Regions from separate parts of the Gossypium hirsutum genome. Here regions 1 and 2 are each linked to region 3. Evidence: chromatin contacts called from public Hi-C data. All regions are on one chromosome and are shown on one strand. The core of a region is the stretch at or near the end of the contact, and the rest is flanking DNA. Distances in the headings are between cores, read along the strand shown. Region 1 holds the start of LOC107962985 (splicing factor 3B subunit 2). Region 2 holds the start of LOC107962986 (wings apart-like protein 1). Region 3 holds the start of LOC107962287 (caffeoylshikimate esterase).

Region 1 (4,510 bases), core at 947-3,446, 700 kb after region 3:
CAAAAAGGATTTATTTTCCTAATATTTGAAATACGGACCTAAAACTTTAAATTTTTTGTAAAATTTATATATATCCCTCATTAACCCAAAATTAAATTATAATTTATTATTGACATATTTGATCTAAAAAGGTATTTGTGCTCGAGTAGCTTAATTACTAATTAATTAATTTAATTATTTTTTATTTAGGATAAAATCATGAAGTTATCGAATGAATAAACTTGCTTAAGTGAATTAAGTGTTGTTAGATATTATTATATTTTAATTATTAATTATTTTTAATTTAATTTTATGATAAAATCAAGAAGTTAATTATCACATTAATTATGATTTTATCAAAATAATTAGGCGTTATTTTACTTCTTAAATTATTATTGTTTTTTAATAGGGACGTTAATCAACACATTAATCATTAACTTCCTAAAGTGCTTGTTTAATTATTCATATTAATCCCTGATAAATAAATTATTATTAAGATTTTATCTAAATAATTATTATTTAAATGTCAATTTAGTTTATTTCATTATTATGATTTTATGCAAATATTATTTTTAAATGTCAATTCTCTAATATAGTATAAAATAAATGGTATTTTTGTCTATTCAAAATTTTTTCCAAATTTGTAATTTTTTGAAGAGAAATTCATTAATTTATTCAATTAATAAGACCATACAATTCAAGGGAAAAAATAACAAACACCTATTGTACGTGCTAAAGGACAAGCTCTATCAACACAACAAAAACTTCAGCTTCAACATCAATAGAACATTATGGCACGTTGACAATCGGTTCTATCACAACTCAAGTACAACATATCACGAGTGATTGCAAACACTTAATACAATAAGGAAATCAACCTTAGATGGTCCAAAGCGGCGGGCATAAATCAACAAAAGAATTGAACATCCACCAAACTAGAGGGGACGGTGACAAAACCAACCCTAAAATTACTCGCAAAAATAAGACTACATGCATAAGCAAGACTAAAAAGCATTCTATAAGAATAGATAAAAACTTCTAAAAGTGAAAACTTATTAAATAATGGAAAAACAAACAAAAAAACAAAAACTTAAGATAACACGAGTCCAAACCGACTCATGAAATCATTTATCATTCTGAAATTCTCAAAATAGAAACAGATTAAGAAGTCAACGAAGAGCTACTCATTTTCTAAAAGAAATTGTCGGTGGTCGATAGTGTTTCAACTATTATAAGCACTGTTATCTATCCATCACAACTTGTAAAGACAACAAAGATACCCACAAAATAGAACTGCAAGCTGAAAAGAGAGAAGACGCATGGAGTGAATGTAAAGGAGAAAGAAAAAGAGGGTTGATGGGCAAGAGAAAAAGGTGGGCGATAACTAGCTCGGAGGCTAACACTGCCGCTAGGCAAAAACAAAAAGAAACAAATGATTTGGAGAAAAAAAATAAGGTTTCCCAAACTCTACTTTATATATATTATAGATAAAAAATTAAAATTAATAGATAATGAAATGTGCTTGTGTTATGAACTTGGACTTTAGTTGAGCTAGCCTCGTGGCGTTAATATTCAAGAGTTTTGAATAAATTTTTTCAATTGCATTGATAATTCAAGTTATGAATGATTCAAAGAATGCTTTTATTTATAGTGGAGCTCATCTTACATCAAAAGTACAAAGTAAATTATGTCAATGGTTTACATTTAAACCTATCTATAATTAAGGGCAGATTTAAGGAATAGGCAGAGTGAATTTGGTCCCCAAAAATGAAAATAATGTAATATGGTACCTTTATGAACAATGAAAATTTAAGTTAATATATAGTTAAAATTACATTTTAGTCTAAAAAAAAATTTGTTCAATCCATTTAAAAATGATGAAATTAAAAATTAATAAATAATAAAATTATATTTTAACTTATTAAAAATTTATAATTTAATTCCTATTTCCCGTTGATATAAAGTGATAAAAAAGTTGAACTCTATTACTCATAAAATATAAATTATTGGAGTGTTTGTTGAAGAGTTTGATTTCTTTCTTTTTAAATAGCGGCCCAACCGGGCCTAGGAAAATCTGGAACTTATATTTCGGTAAATACAAAGGTCCATTAAAAATTAGGCGGAATAAAATAGACAACTTCAAAGCCCAACTTCTCTCAAGTCCGACCATAACTATATAAAGGCCCAGCTTTTGTCACGTGCGATTATATCCACACGTGGGTATCCCTCGCTATATTTAGGCCTCCCTTTCATCTTCCCCATTTCCCACTCGCTCTCGAAATCAAAACCCTTGCCAATCCATTCCTCGGATTAAACAAAGAGAGATGACCGCTGAGATACTCCCCAACCAGAACGGCTCCGTCGTTTACAACGGAGATCTGAATAAGTCTAACTCTAACCCTAACCCCATCTCCAACCCTTCCGCCGCCTCCAAGAAGTCCCGCGAGAGCGAACGACGTCGTAGAAGGCGCAAGCAGAAGAAGAATAAGAGTAAGAATACCTCCCACCAAGAAAATGACGCCGCAGACGGTCCCGTTTCCGAAGCCGGTGACAGCGACGCTGCCGAAGATGAAAAGAAGAATTCCTATCAGCAGCAGGTATCCAGCTATTTTTCCTTCCCTTCTTTTTTGTTTTGAGGTTTCTATGTTTTTAGTGAATCGATTGTTTCGTCTGGTTTTTGCATGTCTTTGTGCATAATACAAGTTCTATAGTGACTTAAGAATTTTCGATTTTCTTTAGATGGAATAGAATTGAGTTTTTATTTTGGGTTTAACTGTAGTTTGAAAATTTTCTTATGGCTATTTTGTTATTGTTGTTTTCTTAAATTCAGCATATTTCACTCTAATCTTACATAATGTAAGTTGCATTTGTTTATAAGTAAACTAAGCATTTTCTTTTGTTTGACACTGTAGGTAATGGAAGAAGTTCAGGTAGAGTACGTTCCTGAAAAAGCTGAGTTAGATGATGGCATTGATGAGGAATTTAGGAAGGTTTTTGAAAAATTCAGCTTCTGGGAAGCTGCTGGTTCTGAGGTGAAATGAAATTCAGTTTTATATGATCAATTAATTTTCGAATTTCCTTGTTAGTTCTCTAAAGAAACTTGTAATTCTATTTGTACAGGAGACTGACAAGAAGGACGAGTCTCCCCAAGATGCTGATGCAAAGAAGGGGGCTGATTCTGATTCAGGAGAGGAGGAGCAGGATAATCAACAGAAAGAGAAAGGTGGCTTATCAAATAAGAAGAAGAAGGTTTTTGGTTTCTCCTTATATTTTCTGAGATTATTTGTGTTATTATATGTAGTTCATTTTGATGAGACTGAAACTGAAAATACTTGTTTTGATATTGTTGACAGCTGCAAAGGCGGATGAAAATTGCTGAGTTAAAACAGATTTGCTCAAGGCCTGATGTTGTAGAAGTATGTTTCTCTTACTGTTTATTTGATGTTTGCTTCTTTTCTTGTTCCTCTCTTGTTTGTTTTTAAACCAGTGTTAAAACAAATTTATATTCCAATGTTGAATCAGAGCACATTTGCTATGAATTTTTTATTTTTATTTTTTGAAATGAAGTTTTTTTCCCATGGCTATTAAGGGATCTTATTTTTCTAATCTTTTGTTATGAATTTTTTCATGAAATACTGTTGGAATATTGCGACTCAAATGGAGAATAATGTTCACTTCTGTTTTTATAACTCAATAGCTCATAATAGATATGATTATTTTGTCAGGTTTGGGATGCAACTGCTGCTGATCCCAAGTTGCTGGTGTTTTTGAAGGCATATCGAAACACTGTTCCTGTGCCAAGGCACTGGTCTCAGAAAAGGAAATATTTGCAGGTTAGTAATTCTTGCATCCATGACGATTAATATGGGTCAAATATGTGTTCATGGTTCATAGGCATAATCTTTAGTGAGTGATATAGGAAGACGGTGAGGGAAGATCAAGTCGATAAGGCTTCTCTTATATGCATATATGTGCTTCTTGCAGGGGAACAGCTGAGACAACCCTGGAGCCTGGACTTATAGGTGTTTTGCAGAAAGGACTCTTGATTGATTTCTCTTATATTATGACTGCTTTTTTGGTTGGGATATAGATATTTAATAAGGTCTCTGGTAGTAGCATAACTTGCATGCTAGATGGTGGGGGGTATTTGTTCATTGTTAAGGTGCTAATTAATCTGTTTTGGATTTTCAGATGCCTTTCCATTTGTGCTAAATGCTCGGGCTAGATCCATCTAAGATTTATTTATTTTAAGTGATTTGAGTTGGATACAGAAGCTTCCTAGCTGTTATTGTTAATAATTGTTATTATTTGGGTTTGTTAACTTCTGTAACTCATCGCCTTGTGGATCCTCTCTGTAGGGGAAGCGCGGTATTGAGAAGCAACCTTTTCAGCTTCCTGACTTCATTGCTGCAACAGGAATTGAAAAAATTAGACAGGTAAATTTAATTCATTATAATAGCAATTGTGTAACGTCTAGGAGTTAATGTCAGGAAAATCTATCTATTGCTATAAAGTAATAAATAGTTTTGAA
Region 2 (4,906 bases), core at 397-2,896, 550 kb after region 3:
ATTCTTTGAAGTCTACTAGGTGTAGTAGCCACCTTATGTGTACCAAAATTTGAGATTTATCGGGAATTAAAATGCCGTTGATTAATTGAAGAATGAATGATTGGGTGTATTGTTCTTTGACGACCTTAATCGCATCTATAAGAAGCTTATCAAAATTTTTTGCCAACCATTTCATCAATATTCGACCACTATCAAACTTGTCCGTGACCTTCCTTAATAATGCTGCACAAAGATCCTTTTTTATCGGGGATAATTGTTGTTACCGTAACGATCGGTCCATCCATCGGTAGATCGAGTTGTAACGCCACGTCCTCTAGTGTGATTGTACACTCGCCACATGGAAGATAGAAAGTATGTGTCTCAGGCCTCCATCTTTCCACCAACGCGCTGTGAGTCTATGGTCAAGTTTGCAGCCCTCGAACATATGAGATGTATGCAAGAATCCCGCCTATTGCAAGTAACCATGAATTTTAGTAATTGGAGGCTTTGACAAATTATGTATGAACGCCTCCAAAACATAGTCATCTGCTTATTTATAACAACAAAAAATTATTTTTATTTATAAAAAAATTAAATTTAACTTAATTGAAAATAACGAAAATTAAATTTTTGTGTTATCATTACTGCTTGAGCGACAGAAATGTGATTATGGTCGAAACGAATTAGAGAGGTTGTTATTAGTGAAAATTTAATTCGAACAAATAAAATACAGAATAATTAAAATTAATATTTTTAAAAGAGAATATCGAAAAATTTAGAACAAGAACTTGAGAAAATTGAGAAAGTTAGGAGATTAGAAAGAATTGAGAGAATATTATGTGAATGAAAAATAAACAAATTTGGGGGTATTTATAGGTAAACAAAAATGACCATTGTCCTTTTTTACCGTTGCACGACCAACATTCAAATGACCGTTGAGGGAAAACGTGTCCATCTGAGCACGCTTTCTGTTTCTCTTTTAAAAAATAACTTATTTCCCTAAATTTTTAAAAAAATAACTTATAACCTTAATTTAAAAAACGACATAATTACCTAATTTAGCCTACTATTAACTCAACACTCGTATATGTCACATATTCTGAAAAGTAACTTTTCGAAGGAACCTAAGAAATAATTAAACTTTTTTACAATATTCAAGAAAAAAAAACTTAGAAGTTGTAAAAGAAATCAAAATCAAAATTACAGAAAACTAAAACTTAAAAATATACTAAATTGTTCTTTAAATGTGAACTTTTTTAGTATTATTTATTAAGATTTTATATTTTATATTTTACATGACATGTCACTTTTAATATACTTTACTACATGTCAATTTTTCATTATAATCAAATCAATTACTAATAATTTTTGTTAATAAAAGAATATCTTTTTATAATTGAAAGCTCAATTGGATGTAATTTTTTTAATTGCTATATTTATTGGTTTTTATTGGGAGGTTGTTTGACCCTCAAGGGTTTATTTTTCTAATTTATACTTCATTAAATTAATTTTTGAAATGGATAAATTATTTTTATATTTAATATAAATATTAAAGAAAAATTCAATATATTTGGTGTCACGGCCCATCCACTCCTATTAGCGTCGGCCCTAGGTAATTTCCTCTCATTTCAGGACCAAACCGGACCCAAATCAAAATCCCAACCGGACCCAGATTTCTCTCTTCTAATTTGTCCTAAAACCTTTCTTTTCTTTTTCTCTCAGCTCCACCGTCCAAGAAAGAGAGAGAGACAGAAAGAGAAAGGGAGAGCTTCGTTTCATTTCAAAATCTCGATTTTTGTTTTCTTTTTTGCCCAAAATACCCTTATCTTTCTTCTCAATGCCATATCCAGGTTAAACGCCGCCACCTTAAAGAAATCTAGACTCCGAACAATGATCGTCCGAACCTACGGTCGCCGTAACCGTGGTTTAACCAGGACATTCTCCGACTCCCTAGACGACGACGTCTCCGACTCCCCTCCCTTGTCCCAAGAAACGTTGCCGTCTCAGGACATCTACGATTTCCCTTTCACTACCACCCAGGAATCCTCTTCCTTATGGCCGTCCTCTCAAGAATTCATCGACGACGACTACAAGAACCAAATAAAAGCGCCCGTTAAACCAACCCAAAGATGTTTCGAATTCGAAGATCCAAGAAACGGTGATGTTAGAAGATCCAAGAAACAGAAGCAAAACCAGAGCAAGAACGAGGTAGGGTATTCTTCTATGCCGTGGATTTCGCCGACTTCGAGTCTGATGGAGGCTCAAGAATTCGGGGAAATGATGGAGCACGTTGACGAGGTTAATTTCGCGCTTGATGGGTTAAAGAAAGGCCAGCCAGTGAGGATCAGAAGAGCGAGTCTTTTGTCTCTGCTTTCGATTTGCGCCACTGCCCAACAGAGGAGACTGTTGAGAACTCATGGGTATGTTGAAATTCTTGATGGTTTTTGGTTTTTAGGTTCTTTCGTTGAAATCTGTTGATATTGGCATCTGGGTAGTGTTAATTTAGGGTGGAATTTTGAAATTTTAATTTAAATTTGGTTATGAAATAACTTTGTTGATTCAAACGGATTAAGGTGCATTTTGCTTCTTTTTGGCCTTTTGTTTTAGACATGGGGGATAATATGGATTAGTAATTTTAGGGACGTTAAGCATATTTGAAATTTTGAATTCCCTTCTGGGAGTCTATAGACTATTCAACTATATTTGGCTTTCCGATAGAGTTAAAGGAAAGATAAATGTATCAAAGATTTGGGTCTTGGATGAAAACGTAGTTTATTAGAAATTGTAAAGGGTTGGCGGTCTTGCATTCCCTTTTGGGGATTGCGTAAGTTATTGATGTTTTTGATAGTTTATGGATAGAATTTGATTTTGTTATTAATTTAAAGAATTCCTTTGGTGGTTAGTTTGTGTTTCCAGTAGTATTAAGGACTGTTACATTCTGTTATATTTTTTTTCCTTACTAGAATGTGGTTCAATTACTTCGTCAGTTTTTTCTTTGTCTGTTTTGAAAAGTAGAAAGCTAAATAGGTAGATTTTCTAGGAGTGGATAGTTTTTTTAAAATAGGTAAAAATAAATTAAAGACCATAACATCCTTAATTTTATTTGATTCTTGAGTAACTGTTAGCTGAGTTGGAGTAACTTGACTCATGAAAACAACTTGGTAAGACATTATGTATGGTATAAAAAGTATAGGTGCCATTTCCTGCAGCCGTGTAATTTGTTAATCGTCTATTGTCTCTTTTTAGGGATTGTCAATTGATTTTTTTCAGCTTATTCAATCTTCATTTACTGGTTCAGTGCTTGTTTCACTCTAAAAGAATGTGAAGATAAAGATGGAGTGGTTTTCCTTTTAGACCAAACATACGCATGAATATCCTATTGTCTTCTGGAAGGAAGAATTACTGTGACGCTCTTTGTTGTCCTTACACTGGCTTTGCAAACATGTTCTTTTCAGGATGGAAAAAACAATAATTGATGCTATAATGGGGCTCAACTTTGATGACATCCCAAGCAACCTTGCTGCTGTGGCCCTTTTTTACGTGTTTACCAATGATGTACGTTTTTCAGCAGTTGAAGTTGCATTTATTGTCTATTTATAAATCTATACATAATTTCTGCTCAATAGTTGAGGATTTTATGCACACATGGGGTTCTTGTGAGAAGGTGTTGATCCAGGACTAAAGTAAAAGTTGACAATGACAAAACCAATACTTTTTAGTTCAATTAGTTCTGCACATAGAGTCTTTGTAAATGACTAAATGTGTGTCTCCTACTGCAGTCTTGCATGTGCTGCTACAGTCTAACTAGTTACAATTAAAGGTGAATGTTAATCTGTTCTGCCCATGTTTGGTTTCACCTTTTATCTTCAGTTGATTTTTATTCTTTATTTTAGAAATTCAAATGTCAAGAGATCCATGCTTATATGCCTAGCTTTTATGCTTTTTGGTCCCCAATACCAGTATTTGCATATAGTTGAATCAAATGTTTTGAACATGTTAATTGCAATATTCATCAAGGTTCTTATGAATTTATTGTGTCAGGGTCAAGATGACCAGCTCCTGGAGTCACCTTGTTGCATTCGATTTCTAATGAAAATTTTAAAGCCAATTATCCCCACTGCTAAAGAAAACAAAACAGAGAAACTGGGCTTTAAGCTTTTGGCATTACGCAAGGATGCCAATGTCGCACGGGATACAACTAAGGCGTTGGATTCAAGCTCTGCTGCTATTATCTCTAAAGTTGAGGAGATCCTTGTTAGTTGCAAGGAAATGAACTCAAGATGCGGGGATGATAGTGATGTAAGAAGGCCAGAGTTAAGCCCAAAATGGATAGCTTTGTTGACATTGGAGAAAGCTTGTTTGTCTAGAATTTCTATTGAAGGTATGTAATGGATATCTAAGACTTATTAGTATTTATTTATAGATTGTGTTGCTTGAAATGTAATAGGAGCTCAATATAGACCTAAACAGAGCTACATATGTATATAAAGAATGCATACTCTGGTAATTTTTTACACTGCTAATTTCTTTTATGTTTTTTGCACTGGTATTGTTTATTCAGATGCAACTGGTACTGTAAGAAAAACTGGGGGCGATTTCAAGGAGAAACTACGAGAGCTTGGAGGACTTGATGCGGTCTTTGAAGTGGCCATGGAGTGCCATTCTGTTATGGAGGTGTGAGCTTGTATGTTAGATCTGGTTTCTGTTCTTTTGCATTTCAAGTGAAGGATATTAAGAAATACTGCTTTAAATTTTGGGAAAACCTCTTGCATTTACATAAAGCCATTCATTGGTGACATATAATGCATTAACTTCTGTGCAGGGTTGGGTGGAACAGAGTTTATCTTCTCCTCTTACCGAAGATAGAAAGGATGTGCAGAGCCTGGTGCTGCTTTCAAAATGTTTGAAAATCATGGAAAATGCTGCA
Region 3 (4,263 bases), core at 1,063-3,562:
CTTGAAAGCCCTGGCGTGGATATAGTACAGCTAGTGGAAACCTCAATAGCTGTTGGGAATATATTCATGTTGAAACTAACTTGTGCTTGTTTAATGGCCGTATTAAAATGGCTTCCCAGCATCAATAGAACTTGCATGTTTACTTTCTCCAAGAACTTTATTTTCATTAAGGGTCTGCTTATTTTTTGTTTTCGTAATTGACAGCAAAAGAAGAGGAAGATGGTTGCATCAGCATTTGGGGAGGATGAAACCGGTGGGCGTCAGACTCGCCTCACGGTAGAAGACTTGGAATACTTGTTCATGGCATGATGTGTCACTTTTATAGCTACATCAGTAATTGGCATTAGCAAAACTGGCGGTGCTTAGACTTGCATCCCAAGGTCCTGTGCATTATGTTGGGGATGGACAGTCGGATCTCCCACTTCTTCCTGTAGAACACCATTTCACAACCCGTCTTCCCTGCCTAGCAGATGCTATGACAGGCAAGGGGCAAGGGGCAAGGGGCAAGGAGCAAGGGGCAAGGGGCAAGGGGCAAGGGTTTTTGAACACACACTGTTAATAGTATGAGAATTCTCATACCACATAGTCACAAAAGGAAAGTTAAATTTGTTTTGTTGGTCATTGATAGTTCTCAAACCTCACATCACCTATGACATTGTATATGGATATAGGGATAGGGCTCTTCCAAAGATGGTATAGGGTTGGAACTGGGCTATTCTTTTAGTTATGTAAATGATAGGTCCCCTATTTTTAATTTTCTTATTCTTTTCTAAGATACAGAAACTGAAATTTGTAGCATCATCGGTCATTTTGAGCATACTATTTATGGCCCTGCAGTGTATTCATTCATTAACGTCAAACCTTGATTATTGCGAATTAGAACCTTATGCTTTATCCCTGTACTAATTGTTACTTTCTTTTTTCAGAATACCCGAATATGATGATAGCACATCCCAATTCATAGGTCCAAATATATAAGTTTATTGAAATTGAATTACAAATCCTCATTAACATAATGTTGTTCCAATGAAACAGCATAAATTAAACCAGTTTAGATCTTTGTGTTACATCTATCACTCAACCAAGACAATATATCAGTACGAACAATCTCAATGTTTTCATCAGGTTCACCAAACAACAAGGAATGCCACATCCCTTCATAGATCTTCAAGGTCTTGTCTTGACTGGATGCTTCCTTGTACAAAGTCCGACTCACTTCCGGATCCGTGACAACATCTGCACTCCCATGGACTACTAGGAATGGGATACTTACATCACGCAGTTTTTCACTCAAAAGCTGAGTCACTCTCAAGAGTTCAACAACTGTCCCCAATCTGGGTTTCCCTCTGTATCTGACTGGGTTCTTGTTCCCAACAATCTTCTTTTCTTCTACTTTGATTGATTTGTGCAGAAGATCTTCGGTTGGTACAATGGCTAAAGTGGGCAAGAAATTGGAGATAAAAGTGAGGGCTTGAGGAATTGGCCATCTGGGTCTAACCTTGTCTGAGATTTTGCACATGGGTGCCACCAAAACAGCTCCTTGGAACCCATTTGGATCAGCAAAATGAACCAACAAACAAAGGGCACCACCCATTGATTCTCCATAAAGGAAACAAGGTAAAGCACCAAAGTTAGGATCTTGCTTGATGAGATTGAAGAAGGAGAGACAGTCTTGGACAACCAAATCAACATGTGGGACATAGCCTCTAAGGCCTTGAGACCTCCCATGGCCTTCCATGTCAAGGGCAAAGCAGGCAAACCCTTTCTGAGCAAGAAAGATTGATGTGGACTGGAAAGTCCAACTTATATCATTGCCATACCCATGGATCCCAAAGATGATGCCACGTGGAGGGCCAGAGAGTGGAAGCCATGATCTTGTGAAGAGAGAGAGGCCTCTTGTTGAAGTGTAGAACGATTTTGACCCTTTGATTCCTTGCAGCCTGTAATACTCTTCCTCTGAGATGTCGCCCCAGTAATGAAGGTTTTCTTCTTGTTCCACCATCCTTGGAGAAAAGATTGAGTAGATCAGATCGTTTTGGGCGTCTGCTTTTGATTGGTAAATAGTTTTGTGGCTGGTCCTTTAAAGAGGTTTCTTTACTCTTGGGTTGGACTAGTGGTTGAGTTGGGCTACCAAGACATAGACTTTCTTCCTCTTTGCACCTTCGGCTTCATCGTAGATTTGTGTAATTATACATTTTTTTTCTCATCTTTGTGATATTAAATGCTTGACTTAAAAATTGGTGCTAAACTATGTGTTTTTACTTAAATTCTTTGTTGTTACAAATAGTACTTAAAATACATTTTTTTCTTTTTCTCAGGGTGATATTCCTGCTAGTTCAACTTAGAAAAAGATAATTAACTAAAAATTATTATGTGACAAACAGAAAGACAAAAAGTGAACATTTTGAGCTTTATGATTGTGAATTTGTGATTAAAGGTTTTAAATCACCAGTTCTTTAATTAAATAAATTATTAAATATAAAAATAGGGAAAATTAATTCAACCACTCATATAATTAATTTTACTATATAAAAATAAAATATTTTTATTTATATTTAATTAAAAATTATATAAATATTAATATAAAACTATTTTTTTACCTTTTTTATTATAAACCATCAATCAAGCAGATTCACTTGAAATTGAAAAAGAGAAAAAAAAAAAAACCTAAACTCAACATAAGTGAGCAGGCTAATGAGACATGACGAATTTCCTGATTCGTGAACATTTATATATATTTTTTCTTAAAAGTAATTTTAGGGTTGAGGGTATGTACAATTTTAGTAATATCTTAATCCCCACCTCAAGATAATTTTATATTTTATTCGCATTAAATCTATTATTACAATCCAAGTTTGAATTCTATTTGGATAGCATTGCCCACCAAATATCTGAATTCACTAAATATCCAAGTTTAATATTCTTTTAAAAAATAGTTAAAAAAAAAGCATTTATAGAAAATTGAAAAAGTGAAGATGATATCTAAATATCTTATTTATAAAAGTAAAATAATGTTAAACAATTGATACATACAGTTTGATAATTATATCTGAATTAAATATTATTTATTCGAATCCATAAAAAAAAACTAACTTAATACTGAGAAATAAAAGTAAGAATTTTTAAAATTATAAACTTGGAACAAAACCGAAAAGAATGTAAAATAGGAGGGGTTTTTTTTAATTTAATTTTATTTAATATTTTGGATTTTTTTAACAAAAAAATTCGGTTCTGTTTTCAATTTCTCATATAATCTTCTGGGCTTTCTTGTACTTTGGTTTATTTTCTTTATTAATATTTTTGTTAATATATATTTCTTATGTCTTAATATTTTTTTATATTTTTATTTTTATAAATATTTCTTAATTATCATTAGTTAATGTTTTTGAGATTTTCAAAATGAGGTTAAATAAAAAAATTAAAATCCAATCGAATGGATTTTTGATTCAATATTTCAACCATTTATTCCTTTTCAATCATATTAGCTAGTTCTTGAGCTATGTTTCTTAAAAAAATACATTAATTGTTAAGATAAATTATATATATTTCCTAAGTCATGAAAATATGGTTGAAAATTTTATCAAACATTTTAAATGTATTTTCAGCACTTGCAAAAACTCAAAAACATATTCTATATGTGTTTCATAATGTTCCAAATGTTCTTTAGTCAATACCAAAGTATTTAAAAGCTACATAAAATGTTCTCAAAGGCATTTTGGTAGCTAAGTATCAATATTTGGGTTTTTACAAGTCATAGCTAACAACATTTTCTAAAAGGGCATGATATTGAGACTTACTAGGCAAGCCTTAAGACTTGGGTTTGCAAGTCTCGAGACTTAGCCTCTCAATGGTTACTTTTTATCTAAGTACTGATACCTCCTTGATAAATATCAAGACTTTAGTAGTAGAAATATTTTTTTTCATTCCAAAATTCATGCTTGCAACGGTTTCAAATTACCTCCAATGGCGATAAATGTCTACAAACTTATACTTTGGTATAAACACTCATCAAGAATACTTTAAGACTCAATAGAGACATATCCAAGCATCAAAGTCAAGAGAAAAACCTTAAATTCTTTGTTCTTTTATTTTCCCTTGTACATATCTCTTAAATCTTATTGTTAGATCTTTTATTGCCCTTGATATGTCATAATTTGATATGACAAATTAGACTTTCCCGATACATTTATGGAGCTTATTCTCAAGCAAAGTAGTGTCCTTTTTGAAGTTTTTCGTAGTTTTTAGGTTTTAAGTTAAAAAGTG

Evidence for each region. Hi-C and Micro-C count contacts between places; a contact is called where the count stands out from the background.
Region 1: a contact with region 3 is called in a Hi-C map of leaf, with 3 times the contacts expected there. The contact joins the promoter of LOC107962985 here to the promoter of LOC107962287 in region 3. A contact is called at or near these places in 2 of 34 Hi-C or Micro-C datasets (both in leaf).
Region 2: a contact with region 3 is called in a Hi-C map of leaf, with 2.9 times the contacts expected there. The contact joins the promoter of LOC107962986 here to the promoter of LOC107962287 in region 3. A contact is called at or near these places in 11 of 34 Hi-C or Micro-C datasets (anther, callus, fibers and 3 more).

Annotation. Positions count from the first base shown.
Region 1 is chrA06:90,498,217-90,502,726 of Gossypium_hirsutum_v2.1, reverse strand. It overlaps LOC107962985 (splicing factor 3B subunit 2), which reads left to right and starts at 2,196. Exons shown (of 18, transcript XM_016899590.2): 1 at 2,196-2,576; 2 at 2,892-3,011; 3 at 3,100-3,228; 4 at 3,333-3,395; 5 at 3,705-3,812; 6 at 4,338-4,415. The coding sequence starts at 2,304.
Region 2 is chrA06:90,647,928-90,652,833 of Gossypium_hirsutum_v2.1, reverse strand. It overlaps LOC107962986 (wings apart-like protein 1), which reads left to right and starts at 1,646. Exons shown (of 14, transcript XM_016899592.2): 1 at 1,646-2,399; 2 at 3,435-3,534; 3 at 4,021-4,360; 4 at 4,541-4,653; 5 at 4,802-4,906. The coding sequence starts at 1,870.
Region 3 is chrA06:91,202,625-91,206,887 of Gossypium_hirsutum_v2.1, reverse strand. It overlaps LOC107962287 (caffeoylshikimate esterase), which reads right to left and starts at 2,312. Exons shown (of 1, transcript XM_016898604.2): 1 at 962-2,312. The coding sequence starts at 2,002. The coding sequence ends at 1,052. It overlaps LOC107962286 (helicase-like transcription factor CHR28), which reads left to right. Exons shown (of 12, transcript XM_041115684.1): 12 at 205-902. The coding sequence ends at 309.